3 separate regions of the Mus musculus genome follow, and regions 1 and 2 are each linked to region 3. A link is a contact called in public Hi-C and HiChIP or PLAC-seq data. All regions are on one chromosome and are shown on one strand. The core of a region is the stretch at or near the end of the contact, and the rest is flanking DNA. Distances in the headings are between cores, read along the strand shown.

Region 1 (3,112 bases), core at 184-2,683, 260 kb before region 3:
ACAAACTACAAACAGAATGGCAGGTGCACCAGAAAGGATACAAGCAAACTGAATAGGTGAATATCCTCATTTTGAGAATGTTTTAAAGGAGAAGGCAAGCACATTGATTCTTCATGAGTGGGAAGTCTTTTTTTTTTTAATCTCCATATCACTCCTGGTGTCTGACCATACCACAATTCTTCATCCTCAGGGGAAAGTGTGGGCTTTGGACATCACAAAGCCTTCTTCCTGGGTTTTCTTCTTCACGTGATGTTTTGACTCACTTACATGACTTTCTGATGAACTGTGGCTCCCAGTTCTCCTAGCATTACAGAGTACTTCCCTGCAGAAATTATCCACATGTGAAAATTTGTATGAGAGGCCTACTTCAAGATATTTTGTGAACATTTTCTTAGAATCATAAATATTCTTTGTATTAAGAAATATTTTTGATTTTTTTTCTTCTTCACCCGGTATGTTAAAGTTTGTTCATATCTTCATCTTTTCTTTTCTTCCCAGCTCCTGAATATATACTAACTACCTATAGCATCTTCTTCGAAATCTGAACAATTTGCTGCTGACTGGCTCCTACGGAGTAACAAAACCATTCTCTCTCGGTTTTGGTACTATGATGTTTCCACTTATCTACTGGGCGATTCCATATTTAGTACCCTAATTATGATCTAATGATCACAGAGCTGTGGGAGGAAATTCACATTTACTTGCTTAAGTAGGATAAGTTGTCAGTTTAAGTCAAGATTAAAAACACCCTCTATCTTTTGGAACCTTTTAACTCACTAAAAGAGGTACCTTTTATACAGCCGAGTTAAGCCAGCTTTCCAAGAACAAGCTCTAGTGCAGCTTTAAGGAGCTGGCTTGGCATGGTCTGAAGATCTTTGGAGGCTGTCTTGTGTCCTATTTTTTATAAGTCAAAAGACTGTAAAGGAAACCATTGACAGGTGTCCTTACACGCCCAACAAGATTTAGGAATGACTTACATATGAAAATACAGCAAAGGCACAGACTTTTTAGATTTCAAATACAGAAACTCTCTTGTCTCCAAGTGCAAACCATTTCCCTGATATCTCTGGAAAAAATAATAGCGGGGCACCTTGAACTTTCATTTTCTCTCTGAGAGAATGACTTCAGGGCTTGTTTTGGTATTGGGCGATCATCCCTTTATTAGAGGAAATGAAGGTCTTCTTTTTAAACTTCCTCTAACTGTGCTGGTCTACTCAATATTATGTGGCCAATTCTGAGAAGTATTATAGAGTAGCAGACCACCAAGGGCTCCCTAAGAGATTAAGAAAAGATGAGTAAGCAAATTAGTCAGCTAAATGAACGGAGTTGCTTCAGAAGACAGGAGCTCTTTGCCTCCATCACGATATGCCTCATTAGTTCCATTAGCTGCTCTTCAGCATAGCCATTACCCTGCCCACTCGTTTCTAAGCAGTTTCACTATGTCAACGTTGATTCCCCCTGCACACACACCCACCCACTGGCTTACAGCTATTATATCACCTTCCAAGAGCATTGATTTTTAAGTCAAGTGTCACAAATTTCACAGTCATCATTTCCTTGCAAGCCTGAAACTGACGACTGCTGCTTCGTGCTTTCATTATTTCAGAATTAATCACTTGCTCCCATTGGCCGCTCCCAGCAGCCTCCTGCCCTGTTAAACTCAATGTTTAATTGTTCTGTGCTTTAATTGACAGATGCTAAAGTATCCCCTCATCTTGTGTTTTAGCAAACATAACTAATTAAGAGGTGGTTAGGAAAGAGACTGAAAACACATTTTCTTATTAAAATGATTAGATGTTTGTAGGACATCTCTTCTGTGTCTAAAATTGGAAAGATTACATTGGAGACATGACAGAAATTCATGCAATGACAAATTCCAACCCTGAAGTTCTGACAGTTTTAGTATATGAAGTGATGGAGAGGTAGGCTAGAACCCATGCTATGAAGCTAACTTAGATTAGATTAATTTTACATTCCTTACATTACCTTACAATTTCAGGAAAATTCAGTAACTCAGCAACTGGTGAAGATCCCCCCCCCAAAAAAAAGTATCAATTATTGCTGGAACTCGGAACACCTACTTGGAAATTTTTGAAATAGAAATATACCTCTACAGTTGAAATTTTAGTCTAGTTGTCACTAAAGGAGATTATGTAGCCAAATTCTATAAAGCATCTCTTGAAGACTGCTAAGACACACCATTGCTTCATTATCTTAGCACAATATCCATATGCACATTCTTTTCTTTTCCTCTACAGAAATATGATCAGAGTCACTTTTTGAAGAAATTCCTACAGCTGTTTAACACTGTCAGTGTGGCACAGGCCTTTAATCCCAGCACTTGGGAGGCAGAGGCAGGTGGATCTCTGAGTTCGAGGGCAGCCTGGTCTACAGAGTGAGTTCCAGGACAGCCAGGGCTACACAGAGAAACTCTGTCTCGAAAACAACAACAACAAAAAAGATTTTAAAAAAAAGGTCATTTTTAAAATCCACTTTCAGAGATGCAGGGCTAGGAAGAAAGAAGAGAACACATCGTTTGATTTAGGGTTGATTGGAATCAGCTTTTCCTTCCCTAGCATCTGATTTTCCTGTTTCTAGGAAATAAAAGGTATGTGAGCTCCAGCATCACAGTCCCCAACAATGCCAGGCTTTACTGTGATTGCCACACCTCGTTCCTCCACGCTGTGTTGACAGTCCTTAGCGGGGCTCTTGTCTTTGGCCTTAGCTACCAGCCTCAACATTCACATACGAAACCTACTTCTTTACAGGGATCTTTATCTAAACACTAACTAGTTTCTATCCCCACGCCCGTGTAAATCTTTTCTGAAAATCCTCTAAGTGCCTAAATTAAGTTTGAAGTCATCTGTCAGTGTTCTTATTGTTGTTCGCAGGCTTGCTCCATTTCTCCTTGGCTTCCCATGACCTACCTGTGAGGCACACTCTCAAACTCATTCCTTTCTGAACTTCCTTCAGTATTAATCACATAATACAATTTATTCACAGAGCCTTTCCTGTCCTGATGGAGAAAAAAAAATGATCTTTTTCTAGGGACATTGCCTATTTGGTTGCAACTTTGTAGATTTACCTCTCTCTCTCTCTCTCTCTCTCTCTC
Region 2 (2,955 bases), core at 241-2,740, 490 kb before region 3:
AATGGCTGCATGAAGATGTGGCACAAACCAGGGTCGTGCGATCTGCTGTAACTTCACCTACAATTTCTAGACCTAGGAAGTGAGAATAGATTCCTGCTCATTGAATATTCAATTTTTGTGGCGTTAGTTTTAACAGAATAATATACTTCTTCACCTCAGGATCATGATGCTAAATTATCAAGACCTAAATTGTCTTGCTACTTCATAATTTCATTATTTTCTACTCAAGTCTTTTATTTTAAGTTTCAAATTAGAATTCGATTTTCATTTATTTATTTATTTATTTATTTATTTATTTATTTATTTATTTATTTGCAAATTCTAGTGGACAAAAAATCCAATCCACCTACTTGAAAAATTCCCACGGATTTTACACTTGGGTTTATTTCTGGGGCTCTTCTATTGAAGGGCTCTTCTATTTTTTGCCTGTTTATTCTGAGATCAGAAGCACAGAGACCAGGACAATTTCTATAGTTACACCTTAATCAAACAATCTCTCACATCGTAGGCAAATTGAATTACCATTACTTGTTTCCCAGAAAGTTTCTGGAAATTTCTAAACATCTAGCCTTCCAAATAGAAAAAACAAAAACAAAACAAAACAAAACAAAACAAAACAAAAAAACCCAAACAACAACAACCAACTTAAGTTCTCATGACAAAGCCAGTGGAATTTGTGTACTATGCTTGCCAGTGGATTTGTAGAGAACTCAAAAGTCCTTATAGAATTCGTTGTCATAGCAAGAACATCCAGTCTCTCTCCACTCAGTCTCATACTCCTTCCTGTCCTTCATCAGTTGGCTTCCTGTTTTATCCTCACACAGATTCTATATATGTTTTTGTTAAATGTATTCTTAGCACCCTTTGTAGTGGGGCTGGGCTCCTCCTTGGAAGGGGGGAGGGGCAAGATGCCCTGCTGTGTTAGTTTGAGTCTGAAACTTAACCTCTCTCCTCAGATTGGTCTTGGGTTTTTTGTTTTGGTTTGGTTTTTATTTTTTTTATTTAATTATTTTTTTAAGTAAAAAACCTGTCATCCTTAAAGAACTTTGATGGGTTTCCTGGCTGTTTTGTTCCTGAGAATTCTATGGCTTAAATGCAGAACCAGAAATCTTGAAATGAGAGGTTTCTCCCTGCTTCCCAACATCCACCTTGTCACTGTTTCTCAATAGCAGCAAACGTGACCTGGGTAAGCTTTAGTCGCTTAGCAACAAATGGGACTAGCTCCTCCCCTCCCCATTCTTCTAGAAATAAAGCCTTAAGCCTCAGGGCCCTGGAGGGAAACATCATTTTGAACTCACAGTAAAGAACCCCTTTCCCTTAATCTGCCTTTGCTTATTTTTTCAACAGCCTCTTCCCCTGTACTGCATTCCAAAGGCAGGTAAAAGGGTGGATTTATAAAAGGATCTCTCATCACACATAGCGGGTGGGTGTGGAGAGACTTGTAATGGAAGGTGTCCCAGAGAAGACAGGGTACCAAGAATCCCCAGCTAATTCAGACTTCAGGATAACATCCCTAGAGAAGACTATTGCTGTCAGCCAGTGCTCTCAGAGGAGGGACCAGGAGCCAGGCGGTTTCCTGCATTAAAGACTCATTTCCCTATCTATTTCCCATCTGGCACTCTGTAGTGAGCATGGACCCCTGTGTCCCTTTTTTTGCTGTCCTCTATTAAGGTTACAAGAAGCTACCCGCTTACTCAAGTACCACTCTCCTCTTCAGGCTCCTGTTTCATTGTCCACATACAAAAATTGCATCTGACTCTCCTCCAAAGCCTTTTCACCCATGACACTGAGCAGAGGCCACCGTGTTGATTCTGGTCAGTGCTCCATGCTTGCAAAGGTTAGCTGAAGCCAAGGATGAGCTAGGCAGATGATGAAGTGATTTACACCTTTGTCTGGGACACTACCGCAAACAGCGATTGTGACTGGACAACAGCAATTAGTTTTTCTTGCACTGTTGTCCTCCGCTGTGAATTTTTCCTGTCGTTTATTTCTGAGTGTCTTTTACTTACCTTACAGACTGCCTTGTGACCCAATTTAAGGATTTGTCTGTAGATAAATGAGTTTAGTCCTGTTTTTATTTAGATTTAATAATAGACATGTTTGATTTAATAATTTAGGCTAAATACATTAAAGTACATTAATAAGTGCCATCAGCACTTACAGAATAAGGTCTGTTCGATGTTGTCATAAGTCTTTTGCACATAAACGACATGTTATCAATTGATGCTCCTGCATGGACTGTCATCCCTATTTTGGAGATAAGGAACCTGAGGCACGAATAGATTAAGAAATTTGCCCAGCATTACACATGTAGAGATCTGGGAAGTAGGTTAACTGACTTCAGAAGGCCAACATATCACTCTTCTTCTTACCTTCTGTTGTCTCCACTGTGTTGTTGTTGGCCATTTTTACTTACTCTTTGTCCTGTGACAAAAACTCTTTACTACCTTCTCTGGTCTACACACACTGCCAAAGTTAAGATCTCCCCTAGGAAGATTCCCTTCCTTCACCTGGCTCACAGAAAACAACAGAGAGCCTGGGCGCCACATTCCAGAGATGCCAGCAGGGCCTTGGAATGCAGCTGAACCGCTTGGAAAAGAGGCCTAAAGGCAAGGCCATTTCTCAGGGCCTATCTGCCTCACCCACTCTTCTTTCTCAGACAGCAACTGCCACTCATCCGACGTCTCCTATTTCCCAGAGACTAATATTTTCTCTAAAGATGACATCGTCTTTTATTTGGGTCCTAAGCACCACTACATTGGGGAGGAATCGCTATGACATTTGAGATTCGTGTTTAAAAACCAATCCCCAAAGACAGCATAACTTTTCCCTGTGTGCCACCTGACCCAGCCCCACACTTTGTCACACTTTTCTTGCCATAGTCAGTGCTTTAATATGATCTGAGCTCCTCTTTCATTTGAATGGAAGAGCAACTGTCCTGTACCGTCAAAATTC
Region 3 (2,719 bases), core at 63-2,562:
TAGCTTACAAAGACATACAAATGAAGTATTTTTCCTTCATACTTAAAAAAAACTTGTTCTTATTGAGTGGAATAACGAAGCCTGAAATCCAATTTCCAAGTTTTTATAGCTCTTGAAATTATACCTCACTTCCTAGGAAGATGAGTTCATAGCATGTATTAGGTGAATCTCACCACACTCTGCGAGACCTTGATGCTGACAGGCAGGAGGACAGGTTGGCTATCCATTCATGGCGAGGTTGCATGTTGATTTTGGCACTTGAGGGGATTTGAAGATACCAAGTCTTAAACCACCGATATATGTAGAACCTGCACAGATAGACAGGCACTAAGTACCCATAGAATTCAGAGACCCGGGAGCTTAGGGTCCAAGTTGTTGTCTAGAGAGAAGCCATTCTTCCTGAATGAGATAACCCCAGATTTCAACACTGAAGTTCAAAGGTGACTTAGCTGTGTCACACTTGAACGCTATAACCCTCCGAGAAAAATCTCACTAGGCATCACCAATGAACAACACTGGTATACTAGATTTGCTTAAATTCTCCACGGCCTCAGCCTCAGCTCCTCCTTCACCACCCTTTCCCAGGCATAGGATATAGGATCCCTAGACAAATGTGTTAGAGCCACACTGTGTGCTGATGTGCTAGGAGGGTATGTGTGTGTTTGTGTGTGGGGGTGTGTTTATGTGAATTATTTCAATTATGTTATTTCCTGAGATGGCTTCTGCTATTTTCTCTGTTTTGTATAAGTAGAAAACAGAGATAAGGAGTGGAGGTAACTTGCCTAAGGTGACTGACACAGCTTGTGAATAGAGGTACTGGAAACTTAGTGTTAGTAGGAGTAGCTGGGGTGTGTGATGTCAAAGAGCCAGGGCACAGGTTAACATTTTAGGTGAAAGATTAACTCTCTAACAGTGATTATTAAATGTTTTGGGGTCTTCTATTCTTTTGGGGGGGGTTGTGAAGAAAAGTGGTTTTCTTCTGGTCCCTCCCATCTCAAAACTCAGCCCCTCTGACCTACACTCACTGTCAGGAAAAAGCTGTGGCCATCTCCTGGGACCGAGGTGAAGGATTTTCTAAGTATATTCTTCAAAACGTGTCTTAAAACTAGAAATGCAGAATTATCCTCCACACTGTGACTCAGAAAGTCCAGACCGGCACAGTCGAGATGAGTAACGGCTGCTCCTCGGAAGGGGCTGGTGAACAGGTTGGAAATGTTATTTGTTGAGACTTTTCTACTCGCCATTGTGCTCTGTGTGGAATGTGCACGGCTTCTGGACCAGCCAGCTCCGCCTAAAATGGCTCTTTGAAGTGGGAGGTCTTTATGACAGAAAAGGAGATGACCACAGAATGAAAAGGATTAAGGAATAAAAGATCAAGAGTGTGCACGGCGCGCTTCCGCCACCTTGTGGACAGAGATGTCTTTGCATGTCTGCTGGGAACACCAAACTGTTTTTCAAGATTTTACTTTGTTTAAAAGAATTAAATGAAAGGAATATCTAAATATTTTCACATTGCCCACATAAGTCTGTTTCTTTTCAAAAATTAAATCATGTTTATTTAATTATTTATTATCCATTTATCTGTTTATTGTGTATGTGTGTAAGGGCATGTGTGTAAGCCACAGCTCAAATATGGACCATAGAGAAAAACTTATCACAGTAAGTCCTTTTCTTCTACCATGTGGGGCCTGGGGAACAAACTGAGGTTTGGTGACAAGTGCCTTCAACTGCTGAGCCATCTCACTGGTCCATTCTCCAAACACACACACACACACACACACACACACACACACACACACAGACAAACACACACACACACACAGACACACAGACACACAGACACACAGACACACAGACACACAGACAAACACACAGAGAGAGAGAGAGAGAGAGAGAGAGAGAGAGAGACTTACATGGTGTCATATTTTGATGACTTACATATTCTCTGTCATTAAAATAGTAATAATTATATATTTGCATCTTAATTCTATTCTGGTCATTTATGTTACTTTTATTTTTAAAATAGGATAATTAATCTTTCTACCACTCAACTTTATCTGTGAAAGGAATAATTTAAGACAATGTAATTTATTATATAAATTATGCATACTGTCTTATGCTCAGGAGACAGTATATAATTGTGGGCAGTATCCATAGCTTTATCATTTTTATTTTAATATTCATTTAAAAAGGTAATGGATACATATGTTAGGGTGTCATGTACTGCTCATGACAGAGACATATGAAGTTCAGGTGAAGCTTCACACAGTTGCTGACATTTTCAGATAAAATGTCATCTAATCCAGTTTTTTTTTTGTAAATTTTGTTCCATCTTTGTCAGAGTGAAATATTTATAGTGTTTAAAGAATTACATATTCAAGTTCAAGATTAGAAACATGTTTATTTCCATTTAAAATGATAATATTAGATCAGAGTATATACCAATCAAATATAAAGGAGAATTGTGTGTACATTTGTTCACACAAACACATGTGTATGTATATGGTATGTGTGTGTGTGTGGTGTGACGGTATGTGCCACGGAAGCGCAGAGAAAGATCTCAGGTATTTGCCTTATTCCCCTGAGATGGGATCTCCTGTTGAAACCGATATTAACTGTTTCTCTGTCTCCACTAGCATGGTCAGACAGTGAGCTCCCTTGGTCTGCTTCCCTCAGCTGCCAATGCTGGCACTGTGGAGACACGTGGCAATGGCTGGCT

Evidence for each region. Hi-C and Micro-C count contacts between places; a contact is called where the count stands out from the background. HiChIP or PLAC-seq counts read pairs in DNA pulled down with a chosen protein or histone mark.
Region 1: a Hi-C map of the G1E-ER4 cell line shows a contact between it and region 3, with 5 times the contacts expected there. The contact joins two enhancer-like sites. A contact is called at or near these places in 3 of 484 Hi-C or Micro-C datasets (the G1E-ER4 cell line and adipose-derived mesenchymal stem cells) and 1 of 115 datasets of contacts at active chromatin or transcription factors (acute myeloid leukemia).
Region 2: a contact with region 3 is called in an H3K4me3 HiChIP or PLAC-seq map of embryonic basal ganglia, with 6 times the contacts expected there. The contact joins two enhancer-like sites. A contact is called at or near these places in 1 of 15 datasets of contacts at CTCF or cohesin (the NIH/3T3 cell line), 1 of 115 datasets of contacts at active chromatin or transcription factors (embryonic basal ganglia) and 1 of 9 other capture datasets (embryonic stem cells).

What each region holds. Positions count from the first base shown.
Region 1 is chr1:69,497,427-69,500,538 of GRCm38.p6, reverse strand. No RefSeq gene overlaps it. Among named protein-coding and RNA genes, the nearest start is that of Gm28497, 68 kb to the right of the region's middle. Within about 2 kb of position 1,433, at least 36 of the 459 cell types and tissues checked have an H3K27ac peak or open chromatin away from gene starts, as enhancers often do. A contact at or near this core is called in the G1E-ER4 cell line, where this site is marked.
Region 2 is chr1:69,727,781-69,730,735 of GRCm38.p6, reverse strand. No RefSeq gene overlaps it. Among named protein-coding and RNA genes, the nearest start is that of Ikzf2, 43 kb to the right of the region's middle. Within about 2 kb of position 1,490, at least 45 of the 459 cell types and tissues checked have an H3K27ac peak or open chromatin away from gene starts, as enhancers often do. A contact at or near this core is called in embryonic basal ganglia, where this site is marked.
Region 3 is chr1:69,240,599-69,243,317 of GRCm38.p6, reverse strand. No RefSeq gene overlaps it. Among named protein-coding and RNA genes, the nearest start is that of Erbb4, 130 kb to the right of the region's middle. Within about 2 kb of position 1,312, at least 95 of the 459 cell types and tissues checked have an H3K27ac peak or open chromatin away from gene starts, as enhancers often do. A contact at or near this core is called in the G1E-ER4 cell line and embryonic basal ganglia, where this site is marked.